Linked DNA regions of Mus musculus: region 2 is linked to region 1. A link is a contact called in public Hi-C data. All regions are on one chromosome and are shown on one strand. Each heading gives the region's core, a stretch centred on a gene start, on an enhancer-like site or on the middle of the called end of the contact. The rest is flanking DNA. Distances are from core to core; before and after follow the strand shown. Region 1 overlaps Gm48893 (a long non-coding RNA gene). Region 2 overlaps Arhgap18 (Rho GTPase activating protein 18).

Region 1 (5,557 bases), core at 2,565-5,064:
ATTCACTAGACCGAACAGTCAGTTTACTGAAGGGCTCCTGGCAGCAGAGATGGCCGAGCACTGCAGTGACGTGGTTTTAGACTTAGGCAAGAGTTTTCACAGACACTGATCTAACCTGTTGCTCTCACTGGCCCTTCTTAGCTGTCTTAATACATTGGCTTTATTTCCAGCTCCCCAACAAACGCACACTACATTCCAACTGGATCACTAATTGCTATAACCATGATTCCTATCTTTAGCATTAATGTGAAAGTATATATAATCAGATCATCCCAAAATGCAATTTTTTTTTTTTAGGGAAAAATACAGTTAATTCTATACATCTTTTCTCTTGAAAGTAATAGATCAGTCAGATGTTGTAAATTTTACAGTGTATAAAACTGATCTTATAACTCAGGTCAGAAGTAGAAGGTAAAAAAGAAAATAAATGGGGGACAATATCAGCTCATTTGATTGGCAGGATGTAATTATCTACCTTCTGTTTTTCTTTTCTGCCAATCAGTGACTATAAAAAGAAAGTGATACAGTGTGACAGTATTCTTAACAGTGGCATCAAGTCTGACCACCTGGATTGCAAACCTAGGATCCATGTGCTGGGGGAAAAAAGAGGATTGATTCTCAAAACTTGTCCTTTGACCTTCCACATGGAGCATAGACATGCATGTAACCACACACACATACAAATAAATTTACTCAAAAGAACTGACTTAAGACAAAAAGAAAACTGTCTACTGAATCATATCAGAACTCTTAGCTGTTGATTGCTTGCTTGCTCTTTCTGTCTGTCTGTCTTTCCTTCTTTCATCCCCTTCTCTCTTCCTTTTCTTTCTTCCCTTCCCCCCTTCCTTCTTTCGTGTGCAGAAAGCCCTAATTCTGTGCTCCTGAGGGGGAGGGGCAGCAGACAAAAGAGCATTAGTCACCTGCAATTAATTACTCATGCAGTTTTCTAAGCCACGATCATCTTTCGTTTTGAGCTTTTATCTGAGTATCTCTAAGAACTTTTGAGTTATTAATTATAGAATGATCTTCATATAATTTTTTAGCTTTGATTAAAAATCTTTGTTCTCCTTTTGGTTACTGTGCTCAGGTGTGGGGCCTAAGAAGCCTAGAAGGTTAGATTCTGAAGTTCATCAGGCTCCTCCCTGACATTGGAAAGAATCACTTTCTGAGACTGTGCAATCAGGGAGTTGCCTGATTTCACCTTCAAGAAGCATAGGTTCAGGGAATGCGTCCCTTGCCCTCTCAAGTCTAGTCCTATGCTTGTGCCAAAGTCAAAGGTTTCAATCCTTTGCCCACTTTGCCCTTAAGTTACTGTAATGGTATCTGAAGAACTTCCTTAGACAAAGTTGACAGGGAGCTAGGAATGTCTGTTATCGTGCAATGTTCTAGCTGGAGACTTGAATAAGGCATTTCCCTCCTTGAATTTGTTTTGTGTAATATTTGTTCCCCACTGAGAATCAGAATAATGAACAAAGGATCATATCATTACAATCAATGGTGTACAGTTTTGGAGATGGAAGATAAACTGCTTGACCTTAAACACCTGAAAAACTGACTTTAGGGGCTGGAGAGATGGGGCAGCAGTGAAGAACTCTGGTTTCTCTTCCAGGGGATCCAGGTCTAATCCCCAACACCTACATGGTAGCTTAGAGCCATCTGAAACTCCAGTCTCTTTTGGTCTTTATGGGTACCACACACACAAGTGATAGACCAACATACGTGCAAGCAAAATATCCATAAAGTAAGAGATAAAGCAAATTTAATTTTTTGAAAAGTCTTCTTGACAAACATTAGTACTTGGGTTCCAACAATTTCTTATCTGTAGAAGAAAAGTTCAAACTGCTTCTTTTATTTTTCATTTACATTGATTTTTTAAAATTCTTTGATAATTTCACACACTATCAGATGTACTTAGATCATATCTACCCCCTCTGCCCTCTCCCTTCCAATTCCTTGAAGAATCTTTGCCATCACTCTCCCAACTTGATGCTGTCTTCTCCCTTCCCTCTCTCTTCATCTGGGTCTAGTCAGTGCTGCTCATGGATGGGGAGTTGCATACACTGGAGAACAGACAACCTACCATGGACCACAGTGCTGAAGAAAACTGGCCCTCCCTCCTCAAGGGCCATAAGTTACAAAAAAAAAAAAAAAAAAAAATCCTTTGTCTCATTGTTGGTCAGGGGGCCCCAGAGATGCTTCAACATTTTTGAAGTGATCTCTTTTTCTAGGGTCAATGGGGTATGGAGGGAAAGACAAAGGACCAGAGAGGTGAGACAACAGCTGAAGAATATGCTAATTCGAATGTGTGATTATCACTTGTCTCTACAAGATGGCACGGATGTGCTCCCATGTCTCAGGCCTTAAGAAATTAGAGCTGGCGCCATCACTTGGCAACCACCTGAACGTGGGCTGACTGCAGGATGTCCTTAGGCCATCAGTAGATAGATAGATGATAGACAGATGAATGGATGGATAGATAGATGGATGATAGATTAGATATTCAAGCCCCCTTCATCATAGAACTGAGAGGGGAGTTAAGTGAGAGAAGCCAAACAGCATCAAATAGTAGTCACAGTTAGCATGTGATAGGTCAAGTCGCAGACTTGCTTTGAAACCATTGGCTCACCCTTACTTTGAGTTTCATGGCTTCACCCTGCAGCTGTGATTCTGAAAGACAACTCTTCCCATAGTCCCTTCCTGACGCCATCGTTCTTCTACACTAGAAAGCTCTTAATTTTATTAAAGGACAGAGCTCAGACCGATCCTTCTAACCTTGATGGCCATTCTTTCTATGGTATATGAGATATACGGTATATGAAGCAAAATTATATGGGTCTGGTCAAATTAAGGCATCTAACAGAAACACTCAGTCTTTAACTCAGCTACACAATAGTTTTCCTTAGCCTTTAGCTTTTTGTTTTCTACTTTTTACCTTTTCACTCCACTTGTTTCCCTAGAGTCTAAGTCTCAAAAGAGGCAGGGATGATAGAGTGAAGAAATTAAAATTATATGACAACAAGGTGGTTCAGAGAGGAGAGGGGTTTGCCACCACGCCTGAAGGCCTGAGTTTGATTCCCAGCTTCTATGTGTTAGATAAAGAGAACCAACTTCAAGTTGTCCTCTGAGGTTTACACTTGTGCCCTGACACTTGCATGCCTCTGATCCCACACATAAATGATAACATATATAATAAATAAGAGAATGTTTAAAATTAAAATTATATGTAATAGTTGATATAAGAATAAATTACCACAATCGGCCAGTTTCACAGCCTAGAAACAAAGTCTCCTATGTTTTTGGTTTCATCTCTGAACATGAAGTTTGGGAGAATTTTGACTCTACTTTTTGTGTAATGTCAGAAGTCTATATTACTGATAATAAATATATTGTCATCCAAAATAGCATAGAAATTCATTTTGTAGAGCTCACAGGACTCTTATTTTTTTCGTACATTCAATTTACTATAATTTTGCTACAGCGATGGCCAAAGTTATTGAATAGGCATGATGCCAGGAGCTCTCTTTTTTTGGCTAATCTTCAGAAAAAAGAAAAAAAGAAAAAAAAAAAGAAAGAAAGAAAGAAAGAGAAAGAAAGAATTGGCTATTTTCTCAAATTTATCAAAGTTCCATTCCAAATTGGAAATAAAACACAGTTTCATATTGGAGAAATAGAAGGTCAGATATTTCTGACATTGGTTATTAGTCTGAATTCAACGAGACACATAGAAAATAAATTCTACAACTGTTTGAAAGGAGGGTTGCATGTGGTTTATAAATTTCACTGTCTCTTTTGTTCTCACCGCCATCTTGTGGCCATTGGGAGAATATTTCACTAAGTTTTCCTGTGGAAGCCTGGCTAGGAAAATGGAAGCCTGATTTCACAAAGAACAAACCTAATTCAATGCTCTGCCTTTGTTCTTTCCCATGAAGTGAAGTCGCTGCTTTCTGGCAGTGATACTCAGATAATTACTAATAGATCAGGTACTTGACTTTGTTCTGGGACATGGAGGGACAGTCTTGTTTTTTCTATTGATGTCTACTGCTCATCATTACCAATGAAGGATTTCAGCAGAACAAAACCGAGGAACATGAAATATTCACTTAAAAAATTAAGTAATGGGGGCCCAGAGAATTGGCTCAGTGGATAAAGAAACTTGCTGTGCAAGAATAAAGACCTGAACTGAGGTCCCAGCACCTATGAGAAAGCCAGGCATGGTGGTGCATGCCTGGAATCCAATCGATATGGATGCCAGAGACAGGAGGCTGGCTAGGGCTTCTGGTCTGATGGCCTAGCAGTGTGGGACACTGTCTCAGGGAATAATACAGGGCAGGAGATGTAAGACTTAATCTAAAGTAGCATAGCATCTGATATCTTTCTGTGGCTTCTGTATATGTACCCAGATATACACGTGTACATACCCCCACCTCCACAGACACACGCGTGCACATGCACTCACACAGGTACACGCACACACACACACACACACAAGTAGTAATATACTTTTGGTTAGACAGACCAATAACTGAGAATTTTGGGAATGTATATACTTCATTCAACTGCAGTTCATCATCTATAAAGTAGGTATAATATCGGTCAGCTATACATCATAGCTATCTCTGACAGTGGTCATGGGAAACGCTTTTGAGAGAATACTAAGTCCTTAACAGAGCTCATGATCAATGATGGCATTATTGAGCAACAGCCACCTCTAACACAGAAGTATTGTGACCCTCCTGGACAACTTAAACACGGGCTGTTAACTAACGCTTGCAGCATTGCTTGCTTATAGCTCTTCCCCTGGGTTAATAGAGCAGTACAGTGTCACGGGCAAGAGCAGTGGGCATTTAAGCAGTGTGGACTCAGCCCATCATTCTTCACACTTACTGGCTCAGTGACTTCAGGCTTTATACGTAAAATTCTATGAAGACATTTTAATATCTCTCCAATAGGCTTATTAACCAGCATTGCTTTATCTTATGAGTGTATTGACGCATATACCTCACCTACCATGCACAGTATCTCAGCTACCATATATAGAACATCCTAAGTATTAGCTATAAGCTTAAGTCAAACAATAAAATGTCATTTACTTGGTACATGTACTAATACTGTCCCAGAACCAATATTTACCAAAATCTAAATTCCATAAAAGTCTGCTACAGTATAGAGATTGAGTTGCTTATTCACAAATAACTAGAAAAATGTGTTAGTGTGTTCTGCCATATTATTCTAAGAACTTTGATTTTTTTTTTTTGAGACAGGATCTCATCATGCAACCTAGACTCACCTAAGATTTGAGATCCTCCTGCCTTGCCTTCCTGAGTAGTTGAAATACAGGAACACATTGCCATACCAGATCAACTGTCGCCTGTTTGAAAAATCTTCAAGTCTTTGGTTTTAAAAATAATCATTTCCTTTATCCTTGCCGTCTACTCCCTACCATGCTTGCACTTACTGTTATTCTAATCACAGTCTGAAAGGCAAGAGAGCATGGCCTCCTCCTGCATCTTATTGGCTACCTGAATGCACAATGCAATATAGATATCTACATATGATA
Region 2 (6,273 bases), core at 2,904-5,403, 130 kb before region 1:
ATGTGTGCATCAGATAATATAGATATTCAAGAATTTTTAAAGCACATTATTTTCAAAGAAAAAAAGAGAGAGAGTGTGTGTGCCTGAAAGCTAAATAGATAACGGAATCAAGTGAAAACAAAAAAAGTAGGAATTCAATTATAAATTATAGTTGCCTTCCATGTCTGTGGTCTCCACATATGAAGATTCAAGTAACCTAGATTCGATGTGCTGCTAAAAGTAGTGCCTGATCTGAACATAGGTATCAACTATTTTTCCATTTCTTCCTTCCTCCCTTTTCTTTCTTTCTTTCTTTCTTTCTTTCTTTCTTTCTTTCTTTCTTCCTTCCTTCCTTCCTTCCTTCCTTCCTTCCTTCCTCTCTTCCTTCCTTCCTTCCTTCCTTCCTTTCTTCATCTCTTCCTTCCTTCCTTTCTTTTTCTTTCTCTCTTCCTCTTTCTTTCTTTCTTTCTTTCTTTCTTTCTTTCTTTCTTTCTAGACAGAGTCTCACTATGTAGCTCAGGCAGAACTCTAAGTTTTGGAGCCCCCTGTTACAGACTCCTTTATGACCTACCTAAACACAATATCACAACTATCTATATAATAGTTTGCGCATGGCATCACACACTCTAAATGATATGTGATGGTTTCAAAATATAGGAGTACATAAATAGGTTGATGCAAATTCATACAACACATTTTAGTATCTATCTGTTGATTTGGATGCTCTAGGCTCTAGAGGTCCTGGAACCAATCATTTCCTGTATATCAAGTGATTCTACATTATCTAAGATCTAATGAAGCTTATAGAAAAACAGATGGAAAACTAGAATAGAGTCACCTCAAGTACCATGTTTAGAAAGAAATAAAAAAGGACAGGTAACAAAGGACACAAAAATGTCTATACCCCATTTCAGAACTGTCACTAAATATAATTCTGCCTTTTTTCGTATGAACTAAATGAGAGCTATCAGAGCTACTTCCTGACCAAATATCATGATATTTTGCAAATGTTCTCATCTGTGCCACTCATGACTGCTGTCTGTCCTTCTGCACTTGAGTAACTCCTTGAATGTAGAAATCAAGCATCAATAGCCTGGGCCTCAAAGAAAACAGCTGGGCATTGTGATTATTGATGAATAGACAGGCTAAACAATACTCCAGATGTGCCAACCCAGAGTGATGGTGAGGAAGGAGTTTGACATTGTCAGCACAAGGAAAACAATATTGTTATGCCCACTTAGTACATTGAAATTAGAAGGAAAACTCAAACTATTTAAAATCTAGGAAGAGGTGGGCACTGTGGTTCCTGCCTTTAATCCCAGCACAGGAGGTAAGGGCACATATATCTCTATAAGTGGGAGGCCAATCTGAGCTATATAGTGAGTTCAGGAGATCATCTCAAAGAAGGAGGGGGAGGAGGGGGAGGAAGAGGAGGAAGGAAAGGAAAAGAAGACAAAGAAGACGAAGTACACGAAGAAGACGATGAAGACGATGAAGACGATGAAGACGATGAAGAAGAAGAAGAAGAAGAAGAAGAAGAAGAAGAAGAAGAAGAAGAAGAAGAAGAAGAAGAAGAAGAAGAAGAAGAAGAAGAAAGATGAAAAGAAGAAGCAGCAGCGTCAGGAGGAGGAGGAGGAGCAGAAAGAGGAGGAGGAGGAGGAACAAAAATATGAGTATACAGAGTTATGTCCATTGGTCTTTATCATCTGTTAATTCAACTTAAGTTTGGAGAATTATCAAACAGCCAAAGCTTAAGTGTGGTTTTCCCTAAGATATTGTTTCCTACTGACCAACTGGCAAGTTACTTCTGTCTTGAAACACAGACTGAAAGACGATAATAATTATGACAAATAAGATAAGTTTTACTTATAATGTATGTAGAAAAGTATAGGAGAAAATAGATGAGACATCAAATTAATAAAATATGGTTTTCTTTTATCGGTCTGAGAAATATTAAATTGAGAAAAATATCCAAGCCTGGTATGGTGACAAACACCTAAAATCCCAGCTCTTTGAAAGATGAAGCAGGCGGATTAAAAAAATTAAAACAATTGTGTTCTACATAGTGAGACTCTGTTGAACAAGAGCACAGAAGCCAGGCTCCAGATCAATACTGGCAGATTTTTAAAGCAATATCATAGAAAAGAAGAAAATACTACTTATAGGGACACTTAACTCAGACACTGAGGTGAGAGTTAAGGGTGTGTATTCTAATGGATCACAGAACTGATAATGACTTTATTTTTTTTCCTTTTGGCATTTATGTAACTACTGGGACACGAAAATGTACATAAACATTTATGAATAGCCCAGAAAGAAAGCCACAATGTTAAGGACAAATCGGGCTTCATGAATATGGTGTTGTCATGAATTTAAAAGATTAAAAGAAATAGTACAAAAATTAAGAAAAATATTAAAAAGTGAAGTGTTGCATGTTTACTTTAGAATACCAAATATAATGATCAAGTGCACATAGAAGACTGTTAGGAGGAACAGTAAGAAAAACAATGCATTAACCACCAGAAAGCAGCAGCTAAGGGAGCATTGGAACTAAGGGAACTGAAAATGCTTATGTCTTTTATCATCCAAAGCTGAACCTCTCCATTGGCAAAGCAGACTGTCTGGATACTGGGCTGAACAAGAGAGGACCAGATCTAGCGGAGGTCAAGAAAACCACACACACACAGGTTGCTCATACCTATCTAGAAATGGATTGGCTAGAAACAAAAGGAGCACCCTCGAATGTTGAAAAGACTACCATATATGGAAAAGTAGAATAAACGTATTGGCTCTCCCTTAAAGGAGAAAGATTACAGCAACACACTCTGAGATAGAAGAAAACAGACTTCCAAACAACATAGTTATAACAAATCAAGCTACTTGACAAATGGAAAAACTGAATCACTGCGAAGTTGGAAGCTTACCATCACCCATTCACACTTCCTGGAGATGAGATAGCCTTGAGGCTAATATATTATGGAAGCAGTTAAGCCAGTGTAGGTGATTTTTAAGCTGCAAGTCTAACTCACTGAATCTCTAATAAAATGGCTATGCTTGTACCAGGTACAACACGTGTACCTGGTATTTGGACTCTTTTATCTGCTATTATCCAGTAACCTTTAAGTTCAAAGGCAACCAGCAGTGTTATTTGGGGTCTGTTCCTTCCTTTCTGGACACCCATTTCTACTGATAAAGACATATCTTATTCACATAGACATTACCATCAGGTTCTTTGACAACTATGGCCTCTTGACCTTCTTGGCGATTTTCATTCGACCTCTTGATGTTTTCTAGTTCTGTCCAATAGGCTTCCATTGATTCATCCAAGGAATCCTGAGAACTCGATCGATCAAATGGAGGCCTCTCGGGAACTTTGGTGGAGCCTTCTTGGTTTATGGTGTATTGGCCATATCTGCGACTGTGAAAGCAAAACAAAATGTGGTTCATTTCAGATGAACTGGCACCATTTCCAAAACATCATCGCACAGAGCTGCGGAGTCTAGAAGCTCCTTAAGTTCACACTTGTTTTGTTAATTGTGAGATATTATGGTCACTAACGCTCCAAGGGAAACAGCTTAATGACTCACTTAAGTTGCATGCTTTACTGAAAAGAATGACAAGAAAGAAAGCATGACTACTAGCATGCCCTTTCTCTTAGGCACATTTAAATATGACATTTAAATAAAATTCTAAGATTGTGTTTGGAAAGCAGTAGAGTGAGATGTGATTATTTGCTATTCACAAAGAAATGGGGAGTAAATTTTATATAGTGCATAATTTTTATCAATTATATTTATATACCAAACTCAACCAATTTATAGGCAATTGCTGCCACCCGTGAGTAAGGTGCTATTGCTATTTCTATCTTATTTTCCAAAGTGAAATATACAGAAGTTAATTTATGAAATTTCCTTTACAGTCTACTGAAGGAAGGACTTTAAAAACTTATAAATGCACTCATAACTTGTACATATGAATAATTTGTCTAAATACACATTTACTGGAAATTCTGGATAACTTGAAATTGCCTCATACATTTCCTGTTATTTATGTAAAGAATAAATTGAATGAGATTTACTTTCACTTCACATATTTACTGTGGGTAGGAGAGGGCACACAAATCATGGAGTATGTGTGGAAGTCAAGGCACATCTCAGTAGACTCAGTTCTCTCATGCTATTGTGTAGGTCCCTGGCGTTGAACTATAGTCACCGGACTTGGCAGCAAGTGATGTCTTGGCAGAGAACCTGCTGTCTGTCTCAGCAGCTCTTGAATGAGATCTTTATGACACCAACTAAACTACTTTTCCTTAGACTTAATACAACCTACTTCTAACATTGAATTATGAGAATCTACAATAAAAACCAATACAGAATAGAAAGTAATTTTTATTTCTTATTATTTACAGATAGAAAGAAAACGGCACGTAAGCACTTCAAAGAAACAGCACTTTCATCTCTGGTGTTTTTTTCTTTACATAAAATGATTTTTTTATTTAAAAAATATTGTTTGAGTGGGATAATAGTTGGTGGAAAGTGTTTTATTATTCTAATTTCAAAGTGTATTTTATCTCCCAAGGATAGCTAAGAAGCAATAATTGCTAGACTGGTTTTATTTCCTGTACATATTGACAAAAAAGAGAAACACAATAAGATAAAATTTATTATTAATCCATGAATGATATCCTCGCATCTAAACTGCTCCTTCCAATTATTATTTAAAGAGTAGGCTCTAAATGCCGTGTGAGGGAGCAGGTCCTTAGACTCAGACAAATTTATCCAGTTGAATGCCAAATAGTTTGTTAAAATGAAAAACATGTCAAGAAAAACTTCCAAAGAAATGGGCCATAACTGGAGACAGAGCTGCGATGCGCTGGTAGGCAAGGTTTACTTGCTAAGGCTGGCGCTGTGGATCTTAAGTATTTCATATTGCTGCTCGTGAGAATGAAAGGAAAGATCTTTGCAGTCTTACCTCGGAGTAGGGTATGGCACCCCACCCTAGCAACCTCAACACTCAGTCAACTAACCCAGCACCATTTCAAATGTCAGGTCACCCTGGGCTATGGAGTGAGACACCCACCCCATAAATATTACCTCTTTCCCTGACAGTAACCTTGAAGTGGATCTCAGGGACAGGGTTAATGAAGAAATGGAGGGAAGTCTGGGAATCTCTTTCATCCAGTCTCCATTGTCCACTGTGGGCCTCCTCCATCCTTAACTCAAAGGCGATATCTATCCTCCCTCCTAGCCCACTCATCCAGGGTATGTCAAAGGAATGTTGCTCCCGAGCTGGGCGCCTAATGCCACTTATCACTGTATAGTCAGGACTGTCAGTATAGAGTCTTCAGTCTTGGTTGAAAATCATTCATAAAAAGTCACCCTGTCTCATACAATGTTTACACGTCCAGAATCAGCAGCCCCATTCACCTGTGTGTGGTTCACATCCTTAATCAGGACACCTGTCAGAATACCTAAAGCCGATTCACAGATGTCCCCATTCACTTTTTGCTGTTGTATTATTTCATGTTAACTGTGCGATCCTCATGTCTTTCCTTTTGTTTTCTCTCTCACTGGAGTATAAAATTGACTGCCATCTTCTTATTCCATACTTCTAGCTCTTCTGGTCCCTGTTAGAGACTAAGATGAGTCCCGTGAACTGGGAGAAGTATAATAACTAATACCAAATAATTTGGTTTATCTGCTCACAGGAAAGAGGTGCGGCTGAATAGACGAAAACCAAGCCTTTCATTCCTGAAGGAAATGTGTTTATTCTGGCAAGAAATTTCTGGTAAATTTCCATTAAGATAGCATGTGCAGAAAAATTCCAGGGCACTGAATTACAGCTTTGTTACCTAGCTTCGCTGTCAAGCCCTGCTGTGAAAACATTCACAGAGCATCAATCTTATACCTCAGTGCTGAAGAAATGACTCAGTACTGGGACTTGGTTAGATTTAGGTGCTTAATTGAAAAAAAAAATCACGAAATCATGAACCCTTTTTGTTTTTATTTTTTTTTAATTTCCTTTTGCATTACTGGTAAATATTCTTGAACTACATTTTCCATTTTAAGTATTAGGATAATAAATAATGGGATTCAGCAAGTGTTCATAATTTCCCATCCTTTGCTAGGTTCTGTCAATCTAATTTTTAATTTTTTCTCTTAATACAAACTTGCTTCCAGGTGTGGCCAGTTCACATATTGTATCCCTTTTTTTCTTTTGAAAACATACTTAACTTTTATCCTATGGACAGACAAGAGCTAAAAGTTAGGAACCTTCTTAAAACTATCCTAGTAA

The links. Hi-C and Micro-C count contacts between places; a contact is called where the count stands out from the background.
Region 2: a Hi-C map of neural progenitor cells shows a contact between it and region 1, with 3 times the contacts expected there. The contact joins two enhancer-like sites. A contact is called at or near these places in 5 of 484 Hi-C or Micro-C datasets (bone marrow-derived macrophages, myocytes, nephron progenitors and 2 more).

The regions. Positions count from the first base shown.
Region 1 is chr10:26,709,523-26,715,079 of GRCm38.p6, reverse strand. All of the region lies in intron 1 of Gm48893 (a long non-coding RNA gene), which reads right to left. Among named protein-coding and RNA genes, the nearest start is that of Gm48893, 17 kb to the right of the region's middle. Within about 2 kb of position 3,814, at least 11 of the 459 cell types and tissues checked have an H3K27ac peak or open chromatin away from gene starts, as enhancers often do. A contact at or near this core is called in neural progenitor cells, where this site is marked.
Region 2 is chr10:26,843,056-26,849,328 of GRCm38.p6, reverse strand. Arhgap18 (Rho GTPase activating protein 18) reads right to left here. Exons shown (of 15, transcript NM_176837.2): 2 at 3,201-3,397. Among named protein-coding and RNA genes, the nearest start is that of Arhgap18, 74 kb to the right of the region's middle. Within about 2 kb of position 4,153, at least 3 of the 459 cell types and tissues checked have an H3K27ac peak or open chromatin away from gene starts, as enhancers often do. A contact at or near this core is called in neural progenitor cells, where this site is marked.